Linked DNA regions of Danio rerio: regions 2 and 3 are each linked to region 1. Evidence: chromatin contacts called from public HiChIP or PLAC-seq data. All regions are on one chromosome and are shown on one strand. Each heading gives the region's core, a stretch centred on a gene start, on an enhancer-like site or on the middle of the called end of the contact. The rest is flanking DNA. Distances are from core to core; before and after follow the strand shown. Region 1 holds the start of med25 (mediator complex subunit 25). Region 2 holds the start of emc10 (ER membrane protein complex subunit 10). Region 3 holds the start of syt3 (synaptotagmin III).

Region 1 (3,588 bases), core at 608-3,107:
CAAGTTTTTACACAGCGGATGCCCTTCCAGCCACAACCCATCTCTGGGAAACATTCACACACTTATTCACACACACACACACACACACACACACACACACACACACACTCATACACTATGGACAATTTAGCCTATCCAATTCACCTGTACTACATGTCTTTGGACTGTGGGGGAAACCGGAGCACCTGGAGGAAACCCACTCGAAGGCAGGGAGAACATGCAAACTCCACACAGAAACGCCAACTGAGCCGAGGTTCAAACCAGCAACCCAGCGACCTTCTTGCTGTGAGGCGACACTGCCTACTGCGCCACTGCCTCACCCATAACAATGATTATAATAATTATTATTACTGAATAAGTTTAAATGATGAATTTGTTTAATACTATTTTGAATATATTCTTTCAACCGAATCATGCTCATTTTATTTCATAAAGCTTTTAGATAATTATAAAAATAATAGCGGCGAAGCAGTGGCGCAGTAGGTAGTGCTGTTGCCTCACAGCAAGAAGGTCGCTGGTTTAACCCTCGGCTCAGTTGGCGTTTCTGTGTGGAGTTTGCATGTTCTCCCTGCGTTCGCGTGGGTTTCTTCCGGGTGCTCCGGTTTCCCCCACAGTCCAAAGACATGCGGTACAGGTGAATTGGGTAGGCTAAATTGTCCGTAGTGTGTGTGTGTGTGAATGTGTGTGTGTGTGGATCTTTCCAGAGATGGGTTGTGGCTGGAAGGGCATCTGCTGCATAAAAACTTGCTGGATAAGTTGGCGGTTCATTCCGCTGTGGCGACCCCAGATTAATAATGGGACTAAGCCGACAAGAAAATAAATGAATGAAAAATAATAATAACTAATCATGATAAGAATAATATTAATGATATACCAACAATAATAATAATTGGTAATAATAATTGTTGTTATTATTTTTATGCCTTAAAATAATAATAATAATTATAATTATTTACTATTATTGAAAACGTTTAAATAATGAATTTATTTAATATGATTTTGATTATAGGCCGATTCTTTAAACTGAATCATGCCCATTTTGCTTAAAAAACTTTTATATAATAATAATAATAATAATAATAATAATAAGAAGAAGATAACATGATAATAATAATAAGAAGAAGAAAAAGAAAAAGAATACATGATAATAATAATAATAAAAATGGTAATTCTAATTAATGATAATAGTTAATATTAATACCAACAACAATAATAAAGAAAATTGGTAACAATAAAAAAGTCTTGTTATTATTTCTTAAAATAATTATGGTCATTTTAGATAAGCCTTTAGATAATTACAATAATAATAATAATAGATAATAATGATAAGAATAATATCAATGATATATCACCAATAATAATAATTGGTAATAATAATTAATAATAATTGTATTTATTATTATGCCTTAAAATAATATTGATTATAATTATTTACCATCATTGAAAACATTTAAATAATTAATTTATTTAAGGCAATTTTAAATATATTCCTTAAAATGCCCATTTTGTTTCAGAAAACTTTTAAATAATAATAATAATAATTAATAACAATAATTTGTAATGATAATCATTGATAATAATAAAGATGATGCAATTTGTTATGATCATCGACGAAGCCACTTACTTTCTTAAGCTTTATTTTATTTTATTTTTTTATTATCTAACAATACAATGGCTATGTCCGTGTTTAAACCGCAAAAATAACAATGATTATAATAAGGATGATAATAACAAAGAATGACGACTGAAAAGGACGTCGCTGCTGTTGGTTTCTAAATTGATCATTCATAAATCGATTCACCAGCCCAGTCCACTTTCAAGATCTAAAACCAGACCGTACTGTCGATTGCCGAGCCAAAAATCCCGATGTTTGTTGTCATTACGCTCTACATTTACTTTCAGATGAAGCTTTAATACACAATAAAACTACCAGGGGCTGGTTCGGATATAATCAAGATAAATGACTGAACCGGTTTGTTTTATTCACAGTAAAAGCCAGTTCTACTAATTCTAGCAGGTAAGACACCCGAGCTAAATTAGCATTTGAGGTTAGCGGCTAGCATGCTAAGACCTGTATGAATGGATAGTGTTCACGTTTTACATTTTAATTTATTTGTATTGATATTGTGTTTTTAAGAATTTACTCGTTAATTAGGTAATGATAAGACAAATATATCACATCTAAAATAAGTCTCTTAGGCTTTTTGGCACGGACATAATGAATGATTCAGTTAAAAAAAATTGTTTATGTGTATTACTAACGTTAGGTATTAAGACAGCCAAATATGTATGTCTTGGTTTGGTTTACTTGCATTTAGAATGGAAATAATGTTAAAATAATAGCAAATAACACCAATATAAAGTCATTCATCAATAAAACATTATAAAACATTAATATTTCGTTTTATTCCAGCAAATCTTCTATATGAGTTTGATCTTATATCTGTGTTGGCTGTAGACCAAAGGTGACCCATATGGACCCCACGTCCAAATCTGGGTTGAATCAGGTGTCAGATGTGGTGTTTGTCATTGAAGGAACTGCAAACCTTGGTCCATATTTTGAATCACTTCGGAATAATTACATACTGCCTACTATAGAGTAAGATTTATGACATTCATTACAATACAGTACATTTGTTAGACACTTGAACTGACTTATTTAATATATTTACAGGTATTTTAATGGAGGACCACCGGCTGAAACTGATTTTGGAGGAGATGTGAGTTGGAGGAGTCTGTTTATACCTTCTCTTTACATTTCTGCCATCTCAATTCTGATGATCTTGTTTGTTTTATAAGTATGGTGGCACTCAGTATGGACTGGTGGTATTCAACACAGTGGATTGTGCTCCAGAGTCATATGTCCAGTGCCATGCTCCAACCAGCTCTGCCTTCGAGTTTGTGTCTTGGATTGACAGCATTCAGTAAGGAATCCCATTGTAATCCTATTTTATGTCAGGAAGTCTGGGATAAAGGTTTTAAGTGAATGTCTGCTTTAAAGATATTGTGATTGAAATACTGAGAACAGTTTTAACAGTTTTTTTTTGTTGTTGCACAGGTTCATGGGAGGTGGAGCAGAGAGCTGCAGTCTTATAGCTGAGGGTCTTTCTGTGGCCCTGCAGCTCTTTGACGACTTCAAAAAGATGAGGGAGCAAATGTGAGTTCTTGAACTTGTTCTATGAAATCACAAATCTGCTTTTGAGGGTTTAATCAGCTTGCTTAAGGTATTTTAAAATGACTTTTTTTGAAATGTAAATACAAGAAAAATCTTTGAACACAGCACTATTTATAAAGATTATCAGAACAGAAAGCAGTTGAAGGATGGTGTGTAATAATCAATTATTTGTCTGACTCCACCATAATTAATCAAACACTGTTAAAGTTATTAACATCACTGATAAAGAGAGATAATCTTAAAGCTGTAAAAGAAAGAACATTTCATGTTAAGTTACATGTTTTAATATACAGACAGTAGAATGAAATATATCAACATTATTAGGGCTGCACAATATTGAAAATATGAGACATTGCAATATTTTTTGTTTTCTGTAATATATATAGCGATAAGAGTACAATTTCACCAGGTGA
Region 2 (3,588 bases), core at 561-3,060, 240 kb after region 1:
CCACTGCAGCCCAGAACCCCTGAGCTCAAGCGGTCCGCCAGCCTCAGCCTCCCAGTAGCTTGGATTACAGGCGCACGCCACTGCGCCCGGCGAGTGAACAGAGGATCTGAACTGCTCTTCAATGTTACTGTGTGCCGGAGTGGATGGCGCCATCTAGTGGTGGAGAAAATGAACAACAGCAGCTCTTACTGCTGCAAACCCCGTTTTACATAGAGTCAGTTCATAAAGAATGCTTGTTTGTGGGCTATTGTAAAATAACAGGGCTCAAAATTGCGACCATTTTGGTCGCATATGCGCCCGAAAATTAATCTGTGCGACCTCAAAATATATTTGGGCGCATTAGTGCGACTGCAGGTAATGGTTGTAGAGCGACCTGTTTTGATTTTTTGTAAAAACGTGCTGAATCGCTCTTCCCTGCCGCTATGTTGGTTCATATTAGCTGTCATTTCACTCAAGGTATTCCGCTGTCAGATGACAGGGAAGGAGCTTTTATGACCACGGGAAATGCAAACGGCTGAAGAGTGAAAACTTAAAGCACACAGGTTTGCAAACCCCACCTAAAGTTGAGGCGCAGATGAGAGCGATCATGACACGTCACGTGGTGAATATTGATCCGCCAGCGGAGATCAATCGAGTACGCGCTTCTTAGAGAAGGCGCCCGAATCTCGATGCGTCGCATTCACTGCGTGTGCAGCGCAAATGTCCGCCAAAAGTCAAAATCTAATACTGTACATATCATCGCTTTACTAAGTTTACACTGAAACTGATAAATTGGGTCGACTGACTCGCCAGCTTTTCCACAAACACAGAAAAATTAAGATCATCTCAGACTGAACCTTTAAATTGACACAAACTGAAACCAAAACTTTTAAAGAGTGATAGAAGTGAGACTTTACTTACTTACTTTTGTCTATTCTTTTTTGAGGTGTATATTATTTTTTTATTTATTTACTGATGACTGCTTTGCAGCTTTCATCAATTGAATGATTTATTATAATCTTTTGTTTGTTTTGTAGCAGAAATATTATTTATTAAATTGACATGCATATAAAAACAGCAGTACAAAATAAATATTTCTTACTGCAATGCTTCATTTTTGTTTGATGCAAACTATATAATTATTTTTCATAAAGTAACAGACTTTTTATAGCAGATAACCTACATTCATGCACATTCAAGGCAGTATCATAATGAGAAATGGAATTCATTGTTACTATTATTGTCATTTTCATCATCATTAATATTCTATAATTATTAGACATTCATTTTGGAATTATTGCACACAAATATCAATGTCTTCGCAGCATTAGTTAGATAGTTGTTTCTGGTTTTTGTCAGTCCTATTAATGTTGTTTTAAAATACAATAAATCCCTTAAAAAGCAATTTGCAGCTGTGCTCATTCATTTTTGGTGGGTGCTCCTAAATTTTTTCTGGTGCTCCTAAATTTATTTTGGTGCTCCTAAATACTTGAAGTTGGGAGCACCGGTGCTACCAAGTAAAAAAGTTAAGTTCGAGCCCTGAATAAACTCTTACAAGTTTATTATTATTCATTTCGTAAACAATAATGTAAGTGGAAAAACATCGTTTAGAGTAAAACATAAGCAAAAATGACTTTTATTTTGGTATCCCATGTCGGGTCTCTTGTTTATGAAAATCATATGGATGATTAAAAAACGACATAAGTATAAATTTACAATAACAAACAATTAATTTGATCTGCATTTTGTACGAGTGAAAGGAACCACGTAACAAGTTAAATGTTTTTTTTTACTTTTGTTTTGAAACGCAGTGTTTCCGGTAGCCACTACGCACAGGGGAAGCGACTCACTCTCCAGGCTTGAGACAAAATGGCTCCGATTAGAGTGTTGTCACTTGTTCTCCCCATCTTGTCAACTGTAACGTTGTTATTGACACAATTTGGCGAATGCAATAATGGTCGAAGGGTAAGATGATTGTGTCTGATACACCTCGCAGTCACAAAATCTGTATTTTACATGGCATTGCAGATGACTTGCACAGGGAGCTTGTTAGCATGCTAGACTGCTGTCTAACGTTAATCAGATGAATATGATTGAATGTCAGTTACTTTATCTGTCTGTTAGTCAGGAGACGCGGTGGACACTGATTTCAGCGGATTCTCGGTGCCATTAGAGCACTCGTTTGAAGTGGGTGAGTACAAGTTAGTCAATGAAAAGGCTTTTTGTGAATAAATTGTTGGTCTTTTTAGTGCAAGTGAGTCACTAACGTTATTGGTCTGTGTTTCAGATGATGTGTCAAGATTTCGACTTCGTGGTGCTCTACAGTTCAGGGGTGGAAGGGAAAACAGTGTGTATCTCTCACAAAACCAGCTCTCAGAGAAAGACAGGAATACACTGAAGGTGAGGACATGCCATTGAGTCAAAGTTGGTTTTATATTCGCACATTCAGACCTTCTTAACAATATAATTTCAGAAAAGTATTCTATGCAAGTAAATAAATAGTAAAATCATACTAGCAGTCAATGACTTTTGAAGTTCAACACTGTTCACAGCCAAATAAATAATGCTAATGTTGTTTTGAAGTCATACTTGCATGTGATTTCAGACCGAATATTTGAAGTAGCAAAGCAATAGAGCAGCCTTGTCACAAGTTGTCACTGAACAATTGTGCGAACATAAAACCAACTTTACCTCAATGAACATGCAATGAAGGATGATTTTTTTTTATTTTTATTTTTTATGGTTGTCCAAGAAAGGCTGTCAATTTGAAATGTCCTAACTCTGTTTCACTGGTATAATTTTGTGTTTCTCTACCTGTGTTTTTCAGGACGTGGCAGCAGTTGACGGTTTGTACAGGATCCGGGTCCCAAGGGTCTCTCTACAGGTGGATCGGCAGACAGAGAGACAGTATGAAGGTTACCTTACCGCATTCGTTAGAGCTGTAAGTCAACTGCATGCAAATACCTGCACAAAAATTTTACCAGCATTAAAAAGACCTGCAGATTAATACATTTTTTTGTCTTTTCTAAATTTCTAAAGATTTCTACATTTAGCATTATCAGCAACAGTAGTAGTAACAGTGCATTTTTCTCAATGTTGAATATTTTACAATATTCAGCTAATTATTTCTTAATTTTAATAAATTACAAGTTCTGAGTTCTATATGTTAAAACCAAAAGTTTCTTCCAGTGCTGTTTTTGTAATAAATGGAAAGCAAATTACATTTGTCTCCTCCCATTTTTGACCCCAAAAATGGGCCGATCTGTGACCAGAAAATACATAATAGGATTCGAAACATAGAACTATGATTTGTTACACCACTATGATGTATACATTATGCATGCGAAAATACAATTGAAAAGGTTGTGGTGGGACCTTTCTTAGGTTATTTATTAAAGGTGTTTTCTATCACTGTTTAGCCTGCTATAATGCTTTCAGTGTAAAGCTGCACATAAACATTAAAAGATTGTTATCTCAATTCAAACCCGCACAACATGAATGATAAATGATAATGCTTTGCATATGTTTATTAATCCTTCAAAACGACACATTCAAATTGGCGTTTGATCAAGACATATTCAGTTTTTCCACTTTTTTCGGTTTGTTAAA
Region 3 (3,588 bases), core at 783-3,282, 140 kb before region 1:
GCATCTCCAGTAATTTCCCTCCTGTGGCCTAATGGGATAGTAAAGTGTCCATCAAATGCACACTTCAGAACCTCAGCAGAAGTAGTAGGTTATGTCATCCGGGTACTTCTTGTTTTCCCTTTTTCAAATACTGTGAATTTGGATGCCATACTCATCTGACACACTGTCCAGTTAAAGGTATTTAGTCAACTGATAGTACGAAACCCCCTTCTCTAAAACTGAGTTTTAAGAGTATATATGAATATCTTGTATAATTTGCTGTTAAAGGTAGCTAAAATAGCTTATGGCTGTGCAAAATATGCATATATTACTGAAAAGCAGGTGGCATGGTGGTGCAATGGGAAGCGCTGTGGCCTCACAGCAAAATGATCGCTGGTTCGAGTCCCGGCTGGGACAGTTAGCATTTTTGTATGGAGTTTGCATTTTCTCCCTGTGTTTGTTTGGGTTTTCTCTAGGTGCTCCGGTTTTCCGCACAAGTCCATAGACATTTGCTATAGATAAATTGGGTAAGCTAAATTGTCCGTACTGTATGTGTGTGAATGAGAGTGTATGGTTGTTTCCAAGTGTTGGGTTGCAGCTGGAAGGGCATCCGCTGTGTAAACATATGCTGGCTAAGTTGGCGGTTCATTATTATCATTGTTATTGACATCAATCTAATTGCGATTTGATATGATATCGTTTATCGGTTTATCGTATGTGTAGCTTATGTTTGTTTTGGTCCTCAAGGATGGGGGTTGAGCGTTGGGCTTACGACCCACCTTGTAAAAATAAGATGTTACGAAACACCAACACCGTGTGGTCAATAATCAACCTTGATATAAACAGCCCTGGGAGTAAGTACTGAAACGCATGACTTATTTGGCTATCATCTTTGTTTTAACAATTTCATTGTTGTGCTTTGAAAATGTTTGTGCGTTCTTTCTGTAGTTTCTCAGTATATTGATCAACAAAAATGTAATGCAGGTTTTGTTTTAAAGTTACATGACTCCATTTGTTTCAAGAGCTCACACTTAGATATTGCTTGATAATAATAGCAGGTTTGGAATGCTGTCCCGGGAGAGACCCCTGAACTTGGTGACGATTGAGCCCAGGGCTCCTGCCTGGTTGATGAGCATGTAAGGGGAGTACAAGATCAGGTAGTTCTGCTAGTTGCTTCCCCTGTTAAAGAAGAAAAGGGGGAGATGGGGTGGACGGGGGATTCTTCGTAAAACATTGATAAGAGAGTAGTAGAGGCGTCACGGTGAAGAAGTGGGTAGCAAAATTGCCTCACAGCAAGAAGGTCACTGGTTCGAGCTTGGGTCAGTTGGCATTTTTGTGTGAAGTTTGCATGTTCTCCCCATGTTCGCGTGGGTTTCTTCTGGTTGCTTTGGTATACCCCACAGCCAAAACTCATGCGGTAGGTAAGCTGAATAAACTAAATTGTCCAGGCTGTATATGCGTGAATGCAGCTGGAAGGGTATCCGCTGTATAAAACATATGCTGAATAAGTTGGCGGTTCATTCCGCTGTGGTGACCCCTTATTAATAAAGGGACTAAGCCAAAAAGGAAATTAATAAATGAAAACTTGTCGCCACCTATACTGACGCAGCAATGTGGTACTTGCAGCAAGAGTGACTGAACTAATTAGCTTAATGTCGTTAATACTTTTGGTGAATGCAGTAAGAGTAACAACATTACCATAAATCAAAATGGTCACCACTAGCATATAATCAAACTTTCATGAAAATATTACTGAAACCGTTTAGATAATCGTCTTGTATGAATAAAAAATAACTTTTACTAAATTTGGGAGGTCTGAGCACCCTTACTCCACCCACCTACAACTCTCTCTCTCTCTCTCTCTCTCTCTCTCTCTCTCTCTCTCTCTCTCTCTCTCTCTCACACACACACACACACACACACACACACCAATACATCAGTATGTGTTTAGCACTGCACGCGCGCTGGAGCCCGTGAGCGGCGACGAGGTTCGTTTAGTATTCCGTGCACAAGGCGAAGGAGGGAGAAGGGAGGGAGGGCAGAGAGTGAAATAGAGAGAAAAAAAACGAGGCTGTGAAGACAGGCGAAAACACAGAAAGAGAAGAGGAAGAGGGGAGCGGAGAGACACCTCCTCTGTCCCTCTCGGTCTACCCTTTGGCATCCGTCTGTCCCAGGTGCGGTATTTCAGCCTTTATCTGTCTTTGGGTGTGCTGGGCGGATGTTACGATGTTGCTGTTGTAACGCGTCGCATGTGAAAATTAATATTTGGGTGAATGTGAGCTCGATAGAGAAAGCGTGTGTGTATATGATGTAGACAGTCGTTCCGTTTGAGATCTGCATTGCTTTAAACGGTGCAGGCACTCCACGGATTGTTGTCTTCAGGTTATCCATGTTATATCTGTCTGTTTGCGCGCGCGCGCTTATGTGTTGTAAAAGGTCTGCACGTCTGTCCGATACCGTCGTGCAAAAAACCTCTCAGCAATCTTCATTTATTCGTGGCATATAGCATCGTGACCTGGCATTTTCAGATGTGCATAAATATATAGCTACTGTATGTGTATGTGTGTGCAACAATGCAAGGATTTGGACTCACTTGGACTCTGTCACTTATGTAATTCTATCCTCAACTTCCATATTTCCTACTGTACATGTTTAATCTGCACATGCATGTGTCATTCAATAGGGAAGGATGGGAGATGTACATATGAAGCTGCTTCCCTCCTCTTCAACCCCTTATCAGTGTTCCTTCCCCTCCAAACCCCACCCCTCCCCACAGTCTTCAAAGGCTGGCTTACATGGGCTTCTCTTAGGCACAGGACCATAATTATGCAAATATTAATACATCCATATGGAACCATCACTGGAATCCTCTTCCGTCGTTCACTGACAGCATATAACGGCATCAGTAAAAGCCATATGAGGGGGCGATTAATTCCCCCCACAATGTGACGGAGCCGGTGATGACGTTTCCTGGCTGTCGGGCTGCTGAGAGCTTCCCTCTATCTGTGTGGGAGCTGAATCTTAAGGGCTGGCACAGAGCGTCACCAGTATCCCAGGGTTCCTCGCACTGCTCTTTCTTTTGCCTGTGTTTTCCTGTGTGATGTTATAGATAATTTAGATACTCCGAAGGCCTGGACAGCAGAGCGGCGAAGAGAGAGAGAGGATGGGAGGGGGAAACCAGGCCCACAAGAAATCTGCAGATTTCCTTGAAATCTGAATCTGTGTCATTCATATAATTCTAGAAATGTCCCACCTTGCATATTTGTTTGTTAAATACGTGGGATAATTTGATTATGTTTCCAGCAAGCGCTGATATCATCTAAACCTGAGGCTTACTTGCAGTTTACTACTGTAACCGCTTTGCACAGGTTTGATGGTTTCTGTTTGATTTGAACTCCTTTTAGACACAAAAAAACAATGTTACAACATGATCTCTGCTTCTTCAGCTTCAGCCACAAGCCGCAAAGGCCCAAAGTATCTTTTTTTAACAGTGATACTGTAATATCACCCCGGTCTCCGGCCAACAGCGGAGGTCCGGTTGTGTAAATGACAGCAGCCGTTGACAGGGTGGTTTTGATGTGTGCTTAGTGCTGTGCACAGGAGATGAGT

What was found. HiChIP or PLAC-seq counts read pairs in DNA pulled down with a chosen protein or histone mark.
Region 2: an H3K4me3 HiChIP or PLAC-seq map of embryo shows a contact between it and region 1, with 4 times the contacts expected there. The contact joins the promoter of emc10 here to the promoter of med25 in region 1. A contact is called at or near these places in 1 of 18 Hi-C or Micro-C datasets (an unstated tissue) and 1 of 4 datasets of contacts at active chromatin or transcription factors (embryo).
Region 3: a contact with region 1 is called in an H3K4me3 HiChIP or PLAC-seq map of gastrula embryo, with 4 times the contacts expected there. The contact joins the promoter of syt3 here to the promoter of med25 in region 1. A contact is called at or near these places in 2 of 4 datasets of contacts at active chromatin or transcription factors (embryo and gastrula embryo).

Annotation. Positions count from the first base shown.
Region 1 is chr3:29,273,760-29,277,347 of GRCz12tu, reverse strand. It overlaps med25 (mediator complex subunit 25), which reads left to right and starts at 1,857. Exons shown (of 19, transcript NM_214766.2): 1 at 1,857-2,017; 2 at 2,414-2,599; 3 at 2,675-2,720; 4 at 2,800-2,924; 5 at 3,059-3,157. The coding sequence starts at 2,475.
Region 2 is chr3:29,029,416-29,033,003 of GRCz12tu, reverse strand. emc10 (ER membrane protein complex subunit 10) reads left to right here and starts at 1,810. Exons shown (of 8, transcript NM_001163918.1): 1 at 1,810-1,944; 2 at 2,104-2,170; 3 at 2,267-2,379; 4 at 2,807-2,920. The coding sequence starts at 1,849.
Region 3 is chr3:29,411,083-29,414,670 of GRCz12tu, reverse strand. It overlaps syt3 (synaptotagmin III), which reads left to right and starts at 2,032. Exons shown (of 13, transcript XM_073944559.1): 1 at 2,032-2,153.